Regions from separate parts of the Pan troglodytes genome. Here region 1 is linked to region 2. The links are chromatin contacts, called in public Hi-C maps. All regions are on one chromosome and are shown on one strand. The core of a region is the stretch at or near the end of the contact, and the rest is flanking DNA. Distances in the headings are between cores, read along the strand shown.

The links. Hi-C and Micro-C count contacts between places; a contact is called where the count stands out from the background.
Region 1: a contact with region 2 is called in a Hi-C map of induced pluripotent stem cells, with 2.9 times the contacts expected there. The contact joins two enhancer-like sites. A contact is called at or near these places in 4 of 7 Hi-C or Micro-C datasets (blood, induced pluripotent stem cells and stem cell-derived neural progenitor cells), 1 of 1 datasets of contacts at active chromatin or transcription factors (stem cell-derived excitatory neurons) and 1 of 1 other capture datasets (stem cell-derived neural stem cells).

What each region holds. Positions count from the first base shown.
Region 1 is chr16:49,316,894-49,320,044 of NHGRI_mPanTro3-v2.0_pri, reverse strand. It overlaps LOC746315, which reads right to left. Exons shown (of 3, transcript XR_010151712.1): 3 at 443-670. Among named protein-coding and RNA genes, the nearest start is that of CGNL1, 70 kb to the left of the region's middle. Within about 2 kb of position 1,669, at least 11 of the 24 cell types and tissues checked have an H3K27ac peak or open chromatin away from gene starts, as enhancers often do. A contact at or near this core is called in induced pluripotent stem cells, where this site is marked.
Region 2 is chr16:49,148,276-49,151,873 of NHGRI_mPanTro3-v2.0_pri, reverse strand. All of the region lies in intron 5 of TCF12 (transcription factor 12), which reads right to left. Among named protein-coding and RNA genes, the nearest start is that of TCF12, 220 kb to the right of the region's middle. Within about 2 kb of position 1,648, at least 3 of the 24 cell types and tissues checked have an H3K27ac peak or open chromatin away from gene starts, as enhancers often do. A contact at or near this core is called in induced pluripotent stem cells, where this site is marked.

The sequences.
Region 1 (3,151 bases), core at 420-2,919, 170 kb before region 2:
TGTTATGGCAGTCCTAGCAGGCTAAAGCAGTGGAGACGGGTGCTAGAACTCCTGAGAAGGCCAGCGCTGAGGACACATGGGAAGGGGTGATCTGTAGAAAGACTATTGGGGAAGGCAGGGGTGCGCTGAGGACACATGGGAAGGGGTGATCTGTAGAAAGACTACTGGGGAAGGCAGGGGTGGGGCGGTGCCAAACAAAGCCTTGGGGGCAGATCTCGGACTGGGAAGGAGACCAGCCCGGAAGGTGAAGAAGGGATTGCAGGGAGATAAATCAACCTATCAGGGAGGGCAGGGTGAACAGAGGGCCGTGTCCCCTGCCCCAAACCCCCTGATATATGGCCCCTCCATTCCAGAGGAGCCAAATCTATAACTGCTAAGAACATGAAAGAACAGCCAAAAGTACACAAGACCCATTTCGTAAGACATGAAACACAAGCCACAGTTCTGTTTGTTCTCTGACAATGTAAACATCATACATTTTTATTAAGAGAGAAAATAAAAAGCAAAGAATCCACTTGAAGCTCTCTAGGGAGCATCCCGTCACCGCCATGTGCAAGAAATCTGGTCTTCACCCGCATTTTAGCTGTGTTGCCCAGCATGATGTCCCGTCCAGGGCCACACTGGGATGTTCGTGGGCCCCAGGCATTTCTGCCTTCATGAACTCCTTTCTCTATCAATAGAATATTTAAAGTTATATTTTATGGCTGTTGGATAAAGACAAATAAGTTATTGCTGTCTACTAAAACATTTTCTTCAGCCTAAAGGTTAATGTCTTCCTTCTGATTTTAAAGACACAGAACTACTTCCATGGACGCCCAGGGCACTGTGGGCCTGGCACGGTGCCGACTGGCCAGCCCCATAGGGAACCCGCCCTGGTCACGGTGTGGGGGGCCCTGGAGCCAGCGCAGAAGGCACACAGGTCGGGAGAGAAGGGGTGGCCTGGGCCCCCAGCTAGCTGAGAATGGGTTCCAGCTCTTGGGAGCCGGTGAACCAGACTTGGTTCTTAGTAGGTGGGGCGGGGAGCAGGGCACACAAGGCCGAGAGCCAGGCACTGATGCTACCTGGTCCCTAGAGAAGGGAAGGACTGAAGGGAGTGCGCGGCGGGGCCTGCAGCCAAGGGACATCCACACCGCCGCTCCTGACCTTCTCCCTGGGGTCCTTGGCTCTTCCTTGATGAGGGGCACGACGGTCCCAGAGCTTGGGGCCGGGCTCAAAGATGGGGTCAAGCGGCCGTAGCGGCTGCGGCGCGGCGCGCTCCCGGAAAAAGGCAGGGGCAGGGGCGCGGGGCTGGGCAGTGCCGGCTCTTTTCTGATGGATCATCTGCCCCTCGGTTCGCTGTCCCCGGGCTGAGAACCCAGAGTCCCAGATAGCACCTCTGCCCGGTCACAGCCGCTTCCGACAGCAGGGGGCGCCCCGGCGCCGGAGGTGAGAGGCCGAGGGCCGGGGCGCGGGATCACAAAGGCAGCTGGGCCCAGAAAGAGCCGCGGGAAGAAGTCCAGTTGGAAAAATAAATCAAATATTAAAAATAATGCATCGTCCCCTCGCCCGCACCCCACCTCTGAAAAGCCCATTCCCGTCTGGGGCTCTGCCTCCTCGGGCTGTGCGCGTCCTCCCAGAAGGGCCAAGATACCAGCTCCCCCGACCCCGGCTAGGAACACACACGTGACGGGCAGGAAGCACTGGGGCGAAAGCCCGAGCTGCCCTCCCCTCCGAAAGCTGGGAGTCCGGAGGGTCCCCCCGGGCCACTTGGCTTCGTCTAAAAATAAACACGGGGAAAGGGAAGCAGAGACACACCCTCCAGAGAGAGCCTAGGGGGCTGCCTCTGAAGACTGCGCGCGGCTGCTCCCGCCCCCACGCCAGGAGCCCACTCGGTGGTCTTATTTGTAATGAAAACAAACGTGGCCCTTTCAGCAGCTGAGGACAAACATGAGACGAGCATAGTCAGGGACAGATGTTTAGGAGAAACAAAAGGAGGGTATGTAGGAAGCGCAGGGCAAAGGCAGGCAGAGCGAGTATCGCAGCAGCCTTTGCTGCGTGCCGGGAAGTTTCTAACAATGCCGGGCTCTTGGAAAGCACTGAGATTGCAGCACTTGTTTTGATAGCGAGGCAAGGAGTCACAAAGTCAGGCAAGGAGGGTCATGGAAAGCGGGGTGACAGAGGGAGAAGTCCGGGGCGGTGGCTCTCCTCTAAGGCCTGTACCTAGTCCTCATCTCTCTCCAGCCTCTTTACAATGTTCATCCATGGAAAGTGAAGCCCAGAGAAGTTAAGTAACTTGCTTAAGGTCACACAGCAAGTTGACAAAAACAAACAAACATACACAAAAAAAATAAATCACGGCCAGGCACGGTGGCTCACGCCTGTAATCCCAACATTTTGGAAGGCTGAGGCAGGAAGATCAACTGAGGTCAGGAGGTCGACACCAGCATGGCCAACATGGCAAAACCCCGTCTCTACTAAAAATACAAAAATTAGCCAGCATGGTGGTGCATGCCTGTAATCCCAGCTACTCGAGAGGCTGAGGCAGGAGAATCGCTTGAACCTGTGAGGCAGAGTTTGCAGTGAGCCGAGATCGTGCCATTGTAGTACAGCCTGGGCGACAGAGTGAGTGAGACTCCGTCTCAAAAAAATAAAAAAATACATATAAAATAAAAATAAATCAGGAATGCAAGATCCAAGTAACTGGACTCCCAGTCCAGTGTTCTTGGTCGAGTTGCTCTTTGAGCCATTCAATCAACCAATAATTACTGGGAGCCAACTATGTGTTAGGCCTTACTCTGACCCTGATCTTCAAAGTGGTTTCTCAGGTGTTTGGTTCTTCCCATCTTCTACCAAAATCCAATCCATACACCATATCTCAGCTGAGCTCCTCTGGTTCTTCTCTAGACCTGCTCCCTCTCTGAAATGCAAGGCCGTGCCTTTAATGGGCCTTTGGCATTCTGTCTCCAGACCTCCCTTCTCATCTGAAGGGCTCTCAGGAGAACAGAGAAAAAACCAGCCTGTCTCCAAACGGGCCCATCTCAGGGACTGGGGGCCTTTACCCCCAGTGAAAGATGCAGACCTTACAGCACTGCAGTACAGTAGAGTTAAGTGACTCCTTCAGATAGTTGGATGGGTCTCTTGATCATTCCTGATCATAACATTTTGCCTATGT
Region 2 (3,598 bases), core at 399-2,898:
ATGTCTCTTTCAGATCTTGCTTTCAATTCTTTTGGGTATGTACCTGGAAGTAATACTGCTGGATCATATGGTAATTATGTTGATTTTTTGAGGAATAAACTGTTTTTAATTAAATGGCAAAGTGCCTGTCCGATTTCTGTGGGAAAGACGGCATCTATTATACTCCAAATATTAATACTGATAATGACTGAATGATAGGACTGTGAGTGAATGAAGTTTACTGTCTCTTTTTTTGGCTTACTGTAATTTCCAGATCTTCTATAGGGAGATTATGGAAATTAAAGAATGAAAACATCTATAAAGCTTTTTTGGTACTATTACTTTTTTCTTGAGTGTCATAGCAAATGCTTAAATATTCCTAGCCCCTAAACATTAGTGTAAGCATACTTTTTCTATGAATGCAGGCCACAGCTATAATGCTCTAACTTTTTTTTTTTTTGGTTTAAAGAAGTAAACATTAGAGATTTTTTTAGTGTTTGCAAATAAAGGTGATGGCTAGGAACCTGGAAGATCTCCCTGGTGGTTTAGTTATGCAGGAGCAAAGCCCTATGTAACGAGTGGTACTATTAATTTTTTCCAGGGAAAAGGACTAAGATTCACTAAAGTTTGCCTAGTCAAGAGAATCTGTCTTCTGCTCCCAATTATCATAATCACCGCTAACACCCTTAAACTGTTTAGGGATGGATACCAACATGCAGCTGAAATCTAGTTATATGTATGATGATTTCTGAAACATCTATACAACAGAACATTAGGTCTTTGCTTTGAAAATTTAGTGTATGTAATTAATAGCCATAAAACGGATTATAAAAGACCATCATTCTTGTGGTACACATGAGTAAGAAATTTTAAAGCAGAGGAAAGTAAGGGGACAGAGATTACGAGAGCAAGAGGAAAGGATACTGGAGAAGGAAGAGTAACTAGAAAAAGAGAAGTCAAGGAGAGGTGAGAAGGGAGAGAGAAAAACAGACTGAGACTGACTGAGATTAATTTTGTCTAAATTATAGGCTAATGTGTTTGGGACAGTCTAAATATGATCTTATCTAGAGGACCTCTCAAGGTCCTTTCTGGAACTGGGATTATGTATAAAGCTTAATTTTAGCTCAAGTTCTCAACTGAAATAGGTAAATGATGTCAGCTACTGGCTAATTTAATCACTTACTTAAATTTTTCTCAATTTCAGAAATATTAGTTACAATATTCTAAACCTAAAATTTTGATCATTTATTAACAGCAAAACTCTTCATAACTGAAAACATCAATTGGTAGCACGCGCTTAAAAAAGAAATGACTATATAATGGCTTATAATGAAAATACCTGGTCATTTGCTTTTTATCTATTAACCCCAATAAACATAGTTAGGCCTCTTCTAGCTCTACCACTTTCTGCCTATTGCCTTATTTTAACTGTCTCCAAATGAACTCTTTTGAGAATAAGTCATTTTAAAAACAAACAGCTGCCCTCTTCCTACAACTGGCTGTTAGAATGGTTTATAAAGTGGAATATATGAATTACCCCTCTAAGCTTTACACTTTTCCTACGGTTAGATAGGAAACAGATCTGATTATCTGTGAAGTACTTGTCTGGAATAGCCATAGCAGTTGCCTAAATTTCCACTGGAGGCAGCAGACTCCCCAGGCAAACCCACATCCCATGACTTCTGAAGGTTTTAAGCCAGGAATGGTTAACAGGGTAAGAGAAGAAGGCTTTAAGATAAGGCACATTCCAAGCTTACAGAAAGCTTCTTCCAAGATCCGATTTAAACAATGAAACCCAGGCTCAGCTGTAGAGAAGCAGTGTTAAATGAAAAAACATGAAAAACAGAAATCTTTAGTTAATGCTGAAGTGTCATTTTAGACATGAGCATCAAAGTTTAATTTCATGAAATATTTAGCCATCAGTGATATTAACAAGTAAAAGTAAAATCGAAAAACTGGAAATTCTTCTCTTTTGCCTGTCTTTGTTCTCTACCAAGGAGAGAACTGGCTTAAGGATGGGCCACTGAAAAGAGAAGAACAAGTAGAACTGGTGGTAATACTTTATTTTTTTTTTTCTTTTGAGACGGAGTCTCACTCTGTCAGCCAGGCTGGAGTGCACAATGGTGCTATCTTGGCTCACTGCATCCTCCACCTCCCGGGTTCAAATGATTCTCCTGCCTCCGCCTCTTGAGTAGCTGGGATTACAGATGCCTGCCACCATGCCCAGCTAATTTTTGTATTTTTAGTAGAGACAGGGTTTCACCAGGTTGGCCAGGCTGGTTTCGAACTCCTGATCTCGTGATCCGCCATCCTTGGCCTCTCAAAGTGCTGGGATTACAGGCATGAGCCACCGTGCCCAACCTAATATTCTTTAAGTCTTTCCTATAAGCATAGTACCTCAGAATTATAATCTCTGCCAATATAAAAATAAACAAAACATTTGCAAATTATTACACTCTACAAGTGAAAAAAATCTAGATAGCAGTTGCAGAGTCACTGTATTATGGAAGCAATGCCATCACAACCAAGTATCAATGGTTAAAATGTATTAAACCCTACAACTATTCCTACATTCTCAGTTAATCCACAAATATTTTTAGAAATAATATTTCAGGCAATTTAGATGAGTAACTTCTAAAATATTTTGTTTGAATACCATATTTTTCAATATAAGCCCTTTATACCTGTGTCAAACTTTTACCAAAGTGGAAAAAAATTTCATTATTCATTAATACATCCTTTGTAAATTACAGTATTTAAAATACATGGGGAAAAATGTGTTTTATTTATAAGCAATGCTGGATATCACATTAAGAAACACTGCCAGGGCCGGGCGTGGTGGCTCACGCCTGTAATCCCAGCACTTTGGGAGGCCGAGGCGGGCGGATCATGAGGTCAGGAGATTGAGACCTTGAGACTGGCTAATGCGGTGAAACCGCGTCTCTACTAAAAATACAAAAAATTAGCCGGGCATGGTGGCAGGTGCCTGTAGTCCCAGCTACTTGGGAGCCTGAGGCAGGAAAATGGCGTGAACCCGGGAGACAGAGCTCGCAGTGAGCCGAGATCGCGCCACTGCACTCCAGCCTGGGTGACAGAGTGAAACTCCGTCTCAAAAAAAAAAACTGCCAGAAGCAGTGGCTATTGTCTATTGTCTGTGATTCCAGCATATTGGGAGGACAAGGCAGGCAGATGATTTGAGCCTAAGAGTTCAAGACCAGCCTGGGCGACATGGGAAATTGTCTCTATAAAAATTAGCTGAGTGTGGCAGTCCCAGCTACTCAGGAGGCTTAGGTGTGAGGATCACTTGAGCCTGGGATGTAGAGGCTGCCATAAGGCATGATAGCAACACTGCACTCCAGCCTGGGTGACAGAGTGAGACCTTGTCTCAAAAAAAGAAAACATCTATTACGAAATGAAGGAAAAGGGATCTTCAAACCTAAAATACTTATTTGGATGTCTCTGAAAATTTTATTGTTTCTTTGAGGGTAAGTTCACATATTTCCTTTATATGTATTAGTGTGAGATAATACACTAGAAATTGATAGCTATTTTTCATACCTTGGAATGTAGAAATAAGAAATATACGTCGATCTGTTAAAAGCTGTGACTTAAATCATGG